Linked DNA regions of Anser cygnoides: region 1 is linked to region 2. A link is a contact called in public Hi-C data. All regions are on one chromosome and are shown on one strand. The core of a region is the stretch at or near the end of the contact, and the rest is flanking DNA. Distances in the headings are between cores, read along the strand shown.

Region 1 (4,287 bases), core at 1,604-4,103, 61 kb after region 2:
GGGCAGAGGCTGGGCTTTTGAGTCTGGTTTCCTAAGGAAAAGAGGCTTACAGGATCGTGGTCTGTCGGTGGGTGGTGTTCTTCCACCCCAGATGCCCGCAGCCTGCTGCTGAATTTCTCCTGGGGTGGTTTTGGGGTGCTGTGGGGTCTGGGTTAGGGCAGTGCGTTGGCACTGACGGGTGCCTTGGGCTTCACCACGCGCTTGCCCTGTCCCAGCCACACCGCATCCAAGTCATGAAGCTGGAGTGGATCGGACCTCGTTAGCTCGTCACTGCTAAACGAGAAGCTGGCGAGGCGCAGGATGCGAGCGGTCGGTGCCGGAGCCCCGGAGCTCCCCTGGCCGTCTCCATCCTGCACCGTGAGATCCTCCGGGAAGCCGCGGCCGTGGCACGGAGCTGGGAACGCTGAGTCTGGCGGCGTTGGACCAACGCTGGCTCTCCTTGGCGGCCGTTTGGGGAGATGGAAAGCCGAGGGGAGGAGAGGGCAGGTGGCATTTACCTCCCCGGCTTCTGGCCGGCGCCCCGGCGCGCGGCCGCGGGGCTGGCTCCTGCCCATCATGCAGCGGTGTTTAATTTCTCAATGGGAGGGCAGGGAGATAATGCTGCACGGTCCCATTTAACCTGCTGGTGACCTGGTCTTAAGTCATTGTGGCTGAAAATAGACTGCGTTCCCTCCAGGGCATGGCTAATGGCTCTGGGAAAGCTGGGATCTCTCTTTGAAGGCTGACTTAATTGCTGCTGGCAGGCACTCGGTGCAGGTGATGCGGGGACCGGCACCCGTGCCATCCCACAATAACCTGCCCCCACCGAGCGCCTGTAGCTCTCCCGGCTCTGGCAGCGGGTAACGAGCTCCTTTCTAACGAGCGAGGGCACGGGACGCCTGGGCGTAGCTGGGTTAATTGCGCGGGCAGGGCTCGGCGAGCCGCGGGAGCGGGGGCCCGCTTGTTTGCTGCTTCTGCGCCATGTTTCAGTAATTAAAAAAAATCAAGAACGACGAAATAAAAGGAATTGGGTTACGTTTCTGTGCTTAGGAAGGATGGCGAGCACACGAAACTAATGCGTACGTGTCCTTGTCGGGAGCAGAGCCAGCCCTAGGACCCCCGGGGGACAGCTCGGTCCCCAAGGCTTCTTGGGCAGGTCACTGTACGCCCTGCTAGAGCGGGCTTCCAGCAGCCAGGCCCTTCCTTCCTGGGGATTTTGGTGAGCAATCTGGGAGGTAAATGAGTATTTTTTAATTTCCACACAGCGTCTTGCAGGACACGGAGCCGGAGAGCACGCCGAGCGCTCCTTGCAGCGTGAGGACTGTGCAGATGGGAGGGTTTGGTGGGCGCCCGCGGGGTGCCGGGTTTAATTACACCTCCGTCACAGGGGAGGTGTCGGATGTGGCTGGGGGCACGGGGGAGATGCTGCAGCACTCGGTGCTGGCCCGGGAGGGCTGACACTGTTTGGCTGTTCTCACGCTTTGGGGTTGATGTGGGGCGCGTGGGAGCAGCTCGGCTGTCCTCAGACCGGCCGCGGCGGTGCCAGGCACGCGTCCTGTGGTGATGCTGCGATCGCCCGACCCGGCAAGCAGAGAGAGACAGCCTCAGATCGAGCTGCGTGGGAGCCTGCTGGTGTCTCCAGACAGAGCTGTCCTTGTAAAACAATTTGCCAGGAAATAACCCCGCCGGCAGCCCGGCTCGCTCTCCCTGCCCTCTCCATTCCCTGTGGGTTGAGAACGCAGTGGGAGCTCGGAGAGCTGCTGGGGAACACGGGCTGAGCGGGGACGTGCCCGTGGTCCCGGCGGGGTGGTTTCCATCCTGGCACGAGGAAAAGCCACTGTCCTTCTGCTAGCGGGATGCGTGTCCCCAGCTGGGGACGGTCCTTTGGGGCGTCCCATCCCTGAAGCTCTGACACCTCGCATTGCGTTTGCTTGTCGCAGGGCGCAAAGCCAGGCAGGGGCTGAGTCCGCGGGAAGCCGGAGCGCACGAGCGCAGGTCCCTCGAGTGCTCGTGGCCGCTTCTTCCCCTTTTCCTCTTCCTCCTCCTCCTCCTCCCTGGGGCCCCGTGAGCGCTCCCGGGTGAGCAGGAGGTGAGCTCTGGAGCTCGGCCGGCGGCAGGGAACCCCGCGTCCTGCCCCGCTGTGTACTTTGGCCGCGGGAGGCCGGGCAGGGCGGTGATTCAGGGCGAGGGCAGGACGGCTGGAGGAGCGTGGCACGGCCGCCCGCCCGGGGTTGCGCGGGCTGCCCGGGGAGCGCGTGGCGTTCCCGTGCTGACGCAGCCGCCAGCAATAGTAAATATTGAGCAAGAGCCGCGTAAAAATAAAACAGCCTGGACGCGGAGTCCCACGTGGAATGAAATCAAATTAAAAGACAATAGAGGTCCACGCCAGGCCAGTGGCGAGCTCGGCTCTTAGGGCAGTGGTTTTTGCAGTGTGGTCGTGGTCGGGCCGGCGAAGGCTCTGACTGCAGCCCCCCTCCGGAGGATCCCTTGTGTCCGCGGGGACCACCACAGCTCTCCTGCAGAGATGAAAAGGAGTTAAATAGATCGGACTGTTCTGGATGAGACCGAAGCCCTTCAGGGGACACGACTCGAGGCTGTAAATTCAGCCCTTGGAGCAGCTGCCAGCCCTGTGGCACAGGGTGCCGGTGGGGCAGGGGCAGGTTTTGGGGCAGAGCAGCTGCAGGGACGGGGAGCGGCCGCTGCTGCGGTCCGGGTGCATCTGATCCGCGGGCTTTGGTTTCAGCCCGCCGTGTTCGGGGGCTCGTATCGCTGTCGTCTCGTGTATGGCACCGAGTCAAGGCGGCTCCGGTGCCTCGGGTGTCACTAGAGCCACCCTGGCAGGCAGGGGAGGAGGTGGCAAAGATTTACGCCGTCAGCACTCCTGGCTCGCAGCTGTTGGCGAGCCGTAGGCGCGTGCACGGGGAGTAGCCGCCGCCGTGCTGCACGCCCCTGGGGCGTGGGGCAGAGGCGGGGAGCTGTGCGCTATGGGGGGGGGGGGTTTCCCAAAAGGGTCTCCCCCAGGAAGCTGGCAGGAGGGGACGGGGGTGTATGGGTGACGGCGAGCATCGACAGCCTCCGTGTGCGTCGTGGGGGCAGGCTGGCGGCTGGATCCTTGCTGTTCCCCTCCCTCCCTGCTGGGGAAGGGGGACCGCTGAGGGTGTAAGCGGTTATCCAGTTGCTCGTGCCGCGGGCCGCTGTCCCAGTTGGCTGCTGTGATGTGCTGCGGGCCGGACTGGGGGAGAGGTGACAGTGTTCCCGGTCAAGGGCTGCAGCTCCCAGCGGCCAGGAGAGATCCCAGCTGTGAGGGGCTGTGGTCTCCCTCGGGTGTCCAGCACTGAAAGCACACGGTGAAAATAAACCCGTGCCGCTGCGCTTCCCTTCCCTGATCCCTTCCACTCTGGGTTCAGGCTGGGGGGGGGCATGGGGTGAGCGCTTTTCGGCTGGGGCCCCTCGGTGTCCGCAGCCCCTTGCATCACCCCAGCCCGCTCCCGCTGCCACGTCTGTGCCTCGCGGGCTGGGGAGGAGAGGCGAGGTGCTGGCGGTTGGCAATATTTCATAAGTGGCAGAAACCCGTAACGGGCAGACGGGTGCAGGGGTGGGGGGTGGGGGTTACTTCACCTCTTCCAGAGTCTTCCGGTGCCGGGGCTGCGGTTTTTAGGGCAAAAAGGGCTTGGGCACGGGGCCCGGCTTTGGGGCGCTCTGCGGCCGGCTCCGCACGTGGCCGCTTGGCCATGCAGGACATCGGGGCTGTCACACAGCTGCGTCCTGCTGCCCTGTTCCCTTTGAGGTGACAGCAAAGGACCGGAGAGCCGTCCCCAGGCATGAGCAGGGGATTTGCAGGTGCTGCTTCTCCCCGGCGCATCGGTGACGCAGATGCTGCCGGGCGGTTGGGAAGGTGGGGAGCGAATTCCCCATGGAGGTGCTGTCTCTGCGTTGTTCCCGCTTGCTGCCCGTGGCCCTTGGCAGGTGCCCGAGCGAGATGCCACCTCCGTGCTGGGCTGGCAGCGAGGGGACGCGGTGGAGGTGCCGGCCGGGCTGGGGTGGAGCAGCTTTCCCAGCGCCGGCACGCACACGTGCCGCACCAGGCATGTCGTCTGGCTCGTCTGCCAGAGCCCTGTCCGGGGGAAATGTGTGCTCTCAGCTCCAGCATACCCCCTCCTGCCCTGCTCTTTCACAACCCCGACTTGGCCGACTCGTCTGGCTGGGGCAGAATTTCAGGCCTGGGGACTGCCATGAGCGGAGGGGCTGAGACGAGGGAGATCCTGCGGGCTAAAAGCTCGGGGCGATGGCTCCTGGATGCTCTCTCCT
Region 2 (3,823 bases), core at 284-2,783:
CACCAAGTGCTCTGGCCACTGGGCTTTCGTCATGCTGACAAAAAAAATGAGCTGTACAGACTGTATCAGTGTTAAGAACCAGGGGAGAGAAATGACCCAAAAGTTTCCCTGAAGAAAAAAAAAATAATCACCAGATCAGTCCGGCCATGAACAGTTAAGAGATACTGTACAGGACACCGTATCTGGATATTAGCACCAGATTTGTTTGTTTGCCCTCTTGGACCGGGACAGCATGGTATGTGCTTGCCTTCTTTGGGCTAAGAAAACTGCATTAGTCATAGATGATCAAAGTCTGCTCTGAGACAGCCCAGCAGTGAAATGAACCTGTCTTCGTGGGAGGTTCCCATGTGCCAACACTGGGACGAGCGTTCCTGAACCAAGGTGCAGCAGGGAAGGTTTCTCCTCTCACCTGCTGGCCAAAACCATCAAGAGAAATGCCAGAGTTCAGCGTAGCTGTTTGCTTCCTTCCTCCTTTACAGCCCATCTGATGTCCTGCTGCCACCTGGTATTCAGCCTCGTGTCTTATCAACGCCGCCACATTGTTCATCGCTTGGTGGGCCATCAGTCGGAGCAGCTCCTCTTACAACTGCTGGGAGCCTGGGGAGGTTCTTTAACCTATCTCAGATCCCATTCGGGGCTGGCAACAGCCGTCTGGTCCACATACGCCCCAGGACTGGAGGGAACCCATGGCTAGTCCTAACGCAGGCTGCTCCAGTCAGTCTGGCTCTCCAGGCAGGGCTTTTACTCTGCTTACGGGCCCTGCTCTTGATCTTATTTACATTTGCGCTGGAAATGCAGGTCTTTCTCCACCCCGGTCTCTGCTTCCCCCGATGACTGCAAATACGGCAGGTTGGTATTCAGCCCAGATGTCAAACAAGTCAGTCCTGACTGCAGGGCCTCTGGATTTAATTTGACATTATCTTCTATTTAACTGAAACACATGACAAACAAAGCAGGTACCGATTCTCTTATTGAGGCTCTCCCTCATCTAAGGGCTAAGAGGGGGTTTCCTCTCCAAGTCCAGACCCTGCTCACGGGCCTGGAAGCAAAACAGGTAATCAAGACCTGAGGCACTCGATATTTCTAAGCCAAAACGCCAATCCACCACTAATCTCATTCATGGCCATAAATGGCAACAATCAACCAGGAAGAAAGCAGCAACCTATTCATCTTCCTTTGTGGGTCATCTTTAAAACACATTTTCTATGAACAAAATTCCCCAAGCACACACGTAACTGGAAATTCCAGCGCTCTAGTCCTGTCTGTACTTGAGATTTGGGAAGAGGAGCTAACAGCAGGAGTGCTGAGCCAGCGGGTCCCAGTGGACGTTGCTCTATGCAATGGCTGCGCTCGCAGCACCCCCGGGTGACTTCTGCACGGCCCCCTGTGTGGAATTTGCCTCACACCTGCTGCCGGGGTGAGGAGATTCAGCCTCGTCAGAGCCCAGGTTACGTTCATTGCATAAATGAGCAGTGAGGCTGAAGCCAGCTGGTTTATATAAGGGTTTTGTGGTGCGGGTGGATGCTTTGGAGGGAAGGGGTAGTAGTGATGGCCCCCCTCTCTCATTAGGATCAAGTCCTTCAGTGCTCAGGGTGTCACCCCAAGCTGCTCCCAGCCTACAAAACCACTATGGACAGGGACAGGATCATTTGCCCGCTGCCTGCGCTGAAGAGCAGGGCACTAATCCAGCAAATGCCCCGGAGGCTGCAAAATACCCCGCTGGGGTGGCCGGCCAAGCCCTCCGTGCCCCGTGTGCTGCTGCCGGCTGAGTCACGGCTCGGCGCAGGGCGGATTTTCATTCTGGGAGCAGCCTCAAGGTTTCGTGGGGCGCGGGCCTGGCGTGAGTCAGCCGCTGAGGTGGCGGAGGAGACCGAGAGGAGACACCGAGAGGCTGCCCTCCTCGCTCGGCTCCCAACACCTCAGCACCACCAGAGTCAGGCAGAGGTGAAGAAACCCGCTGCATGCAGCGGGACCGTGCTTAATTTAACCTCAGGGCCGAGCCCTGCAAGCCGGGGACCGAGCCCCGCATCCTCCGTCAGGGGGGCAGCGCCCAGCCGCCACCCCCAGCATGGCGGCGCCGCGCTCAAGATGGCGGCGGGCGGCGGCCGCGCCCTCCCCGCGCTCCCGCCTCAAGATGGCGGCGCGGGGCGGCGGAGGAGTGGCGAGCCGCGGAAGCCGGGTCATGGCAGCGCCGGAAGAACCGTGCGGCGGCCGGGCCGGCGGGGAGCCAGGCCGGGAGGCGGCGGGTTTGAGCGGTGCCCGGTGCGGCGGGGCCGCCGCCATGTTCCGCTGTGGAGAGGTGAGGTGTGGAGGGGCTGCTCCCCGTCCTCCGTCCCTCCGAGCGCCGGTTAACCGCGGCCGGCCCCGGGATGGGGGAAGCCGGGCTCCCCTCAGGGGTTGGGGGTGAGGTGAGCGGGGCTGGAGCCGGCCCCGGGGGTGAGGGGGCTCCCCGCGGGGCTGGGCTGAGCACCCGGTCCTGAGGGGTCGCCCTCCTGGAGGGATGCTCTGTGGGGTTTTCTGGGTGATGCGACGTGGCACCAGAGCACCCCCTTCCCCTTTAGGGGCTGGCGCTGCGTTAATTTCCACTCGAGCTTCATTAAAAGCAGGGTTTAAGTCCAAAACCACCAGCTCGGTGCGATGGGGGTGGGCTGGGGGCCAGGCAGGGGCCTCTTGGGTGGTGATGGAGGGATCGCGGGGTGAGGGAGCAAAAGGGGTGCTTGAGGGGAGCACAGCCATCGGTGGTCGAGGTTTGGCACAGTTACGGCGTGACGTGTTGCAGAAGAGCTAGGGGTAGTCTGATACTGGGCTGCAGGCTGATTATTTCTTGATACATATGAACGGTTACGTAACTTGTAAGGTTATTGGAATGGATTGCTCTTAGGGGAAAGATGTGGGAAGGGATTGCTGGGTTATATTCTGAAAGAATCAGGGAGTGACGCTTTTCCAGTTGCAAAATCAGTAGCAGAAGAAGAATGAAGGTAAATGTTTTATTTCTTAAGCAGTCCACAGCAAAAGAGTGACTGAAGATACTGTGGCTTTGCGTGAAGTTTTGCACTACCTCAGTTTTGTCTTTTAAGGGAGAGGTTTTGGCTTCTCAAGGCGGGTGGGAGTATTTAACAATTCAAGTGGTTCTGTTTTATCTCACTTTATAAATCTCGCTTTATAAATCCTTCTGAGACACAGGGTATCCGTTTTCTCACAAGCTTTGCTGAAGTCTGTGAACTGGTAGCTTTTCTTTTTTTCTTTTTTTTTCTCTTTCAGGAGCTTGTAAGTGGGGAGAGCGAGGAGGAAAATAATGGTGTCAACCTGATGGAGTTCTCGGATGAGATCCTTTTGCACATCCTAAGCTACGTCCCTTGCACAGACCTTGTCCTGAATGTCAGGAAAACCTGCAGGAAACTCGCGACGCTTTGCCTTGACAAGAGTCTAACCCATACAGTCTTACTTCAGAAAGACTATAAGGTGGGGAGAGTAGCTTGCTTCTTCTGTTAGCTGTGAAGACAAGTCTGACTTCTGAAAAAATGCCAAGAAATAGAACACTTCAGTGTGTCTGCATAAATGTCGTGCTCTTGAACTCTGAAAAAAAAAAAAAAACAAATAAACAATAAACTGTTTTTATAAAAGCATTTGTTTTGCAGAATGCTTTGTTAGGACAGCTCTGTGCTCCCTTAGTTAGTTTTCACTGATGGTATTTTATATATTTTCTCTGTTCCTGGAGGCTAAAATGAAAGTAAACTTGACTTGCCATTTATAGCTGCTTTTGACTATGGTTGTATGAAGATACCATTTTCCCAAAATATATTTTCCATGTTGTTGTGCAAAG

Evidence for each region. A called contact is a pair of places that touch in the nucleus more often than the background predicts.
Region 1: a contact with region 2 is called in a Hi-C map of liver, with 20 times the contacts expected there. The contact joins the enhancer-like site here to the promoter of FBXL18 in region 2. A contact is called at or near these places in 3 of 7 Hi-C or Micro-C datasets (granulosa cells and liver).

The regions. Positions count from the first base shown.
Region 1 is chr15:4,055,253-4,059,539 of Taihu_goose_T2T_genome, forward strand. The region is part of intron 2 of TNRC18 (trinucleotide repeat containing 18); the gene reads left to right. Among named protein-coding and RNA genes, the nearest start is that of TNRC18, 11 kb to the left of the region's middle. Within about 2 kb of position 2,854, at least 2 of the 3 cell types and tissues checked have open chromatin away from gene starts, as enhancers often do. A contact at or near this core is called in liver, where this site is marked.
Region 2 is chr15:3,996,059-3,999,881 of Taihu_goose_T2T_genome, forward strand. FBXL18 (F-box and leucine rich repeat protein 18) reads left to right here and starts at 1,534. Exons shown (of 5, transcript XM_048061830.2): 1 at 1,534-2,299; 2 at 3,262-3,462. The coding sequence starts at 2,069.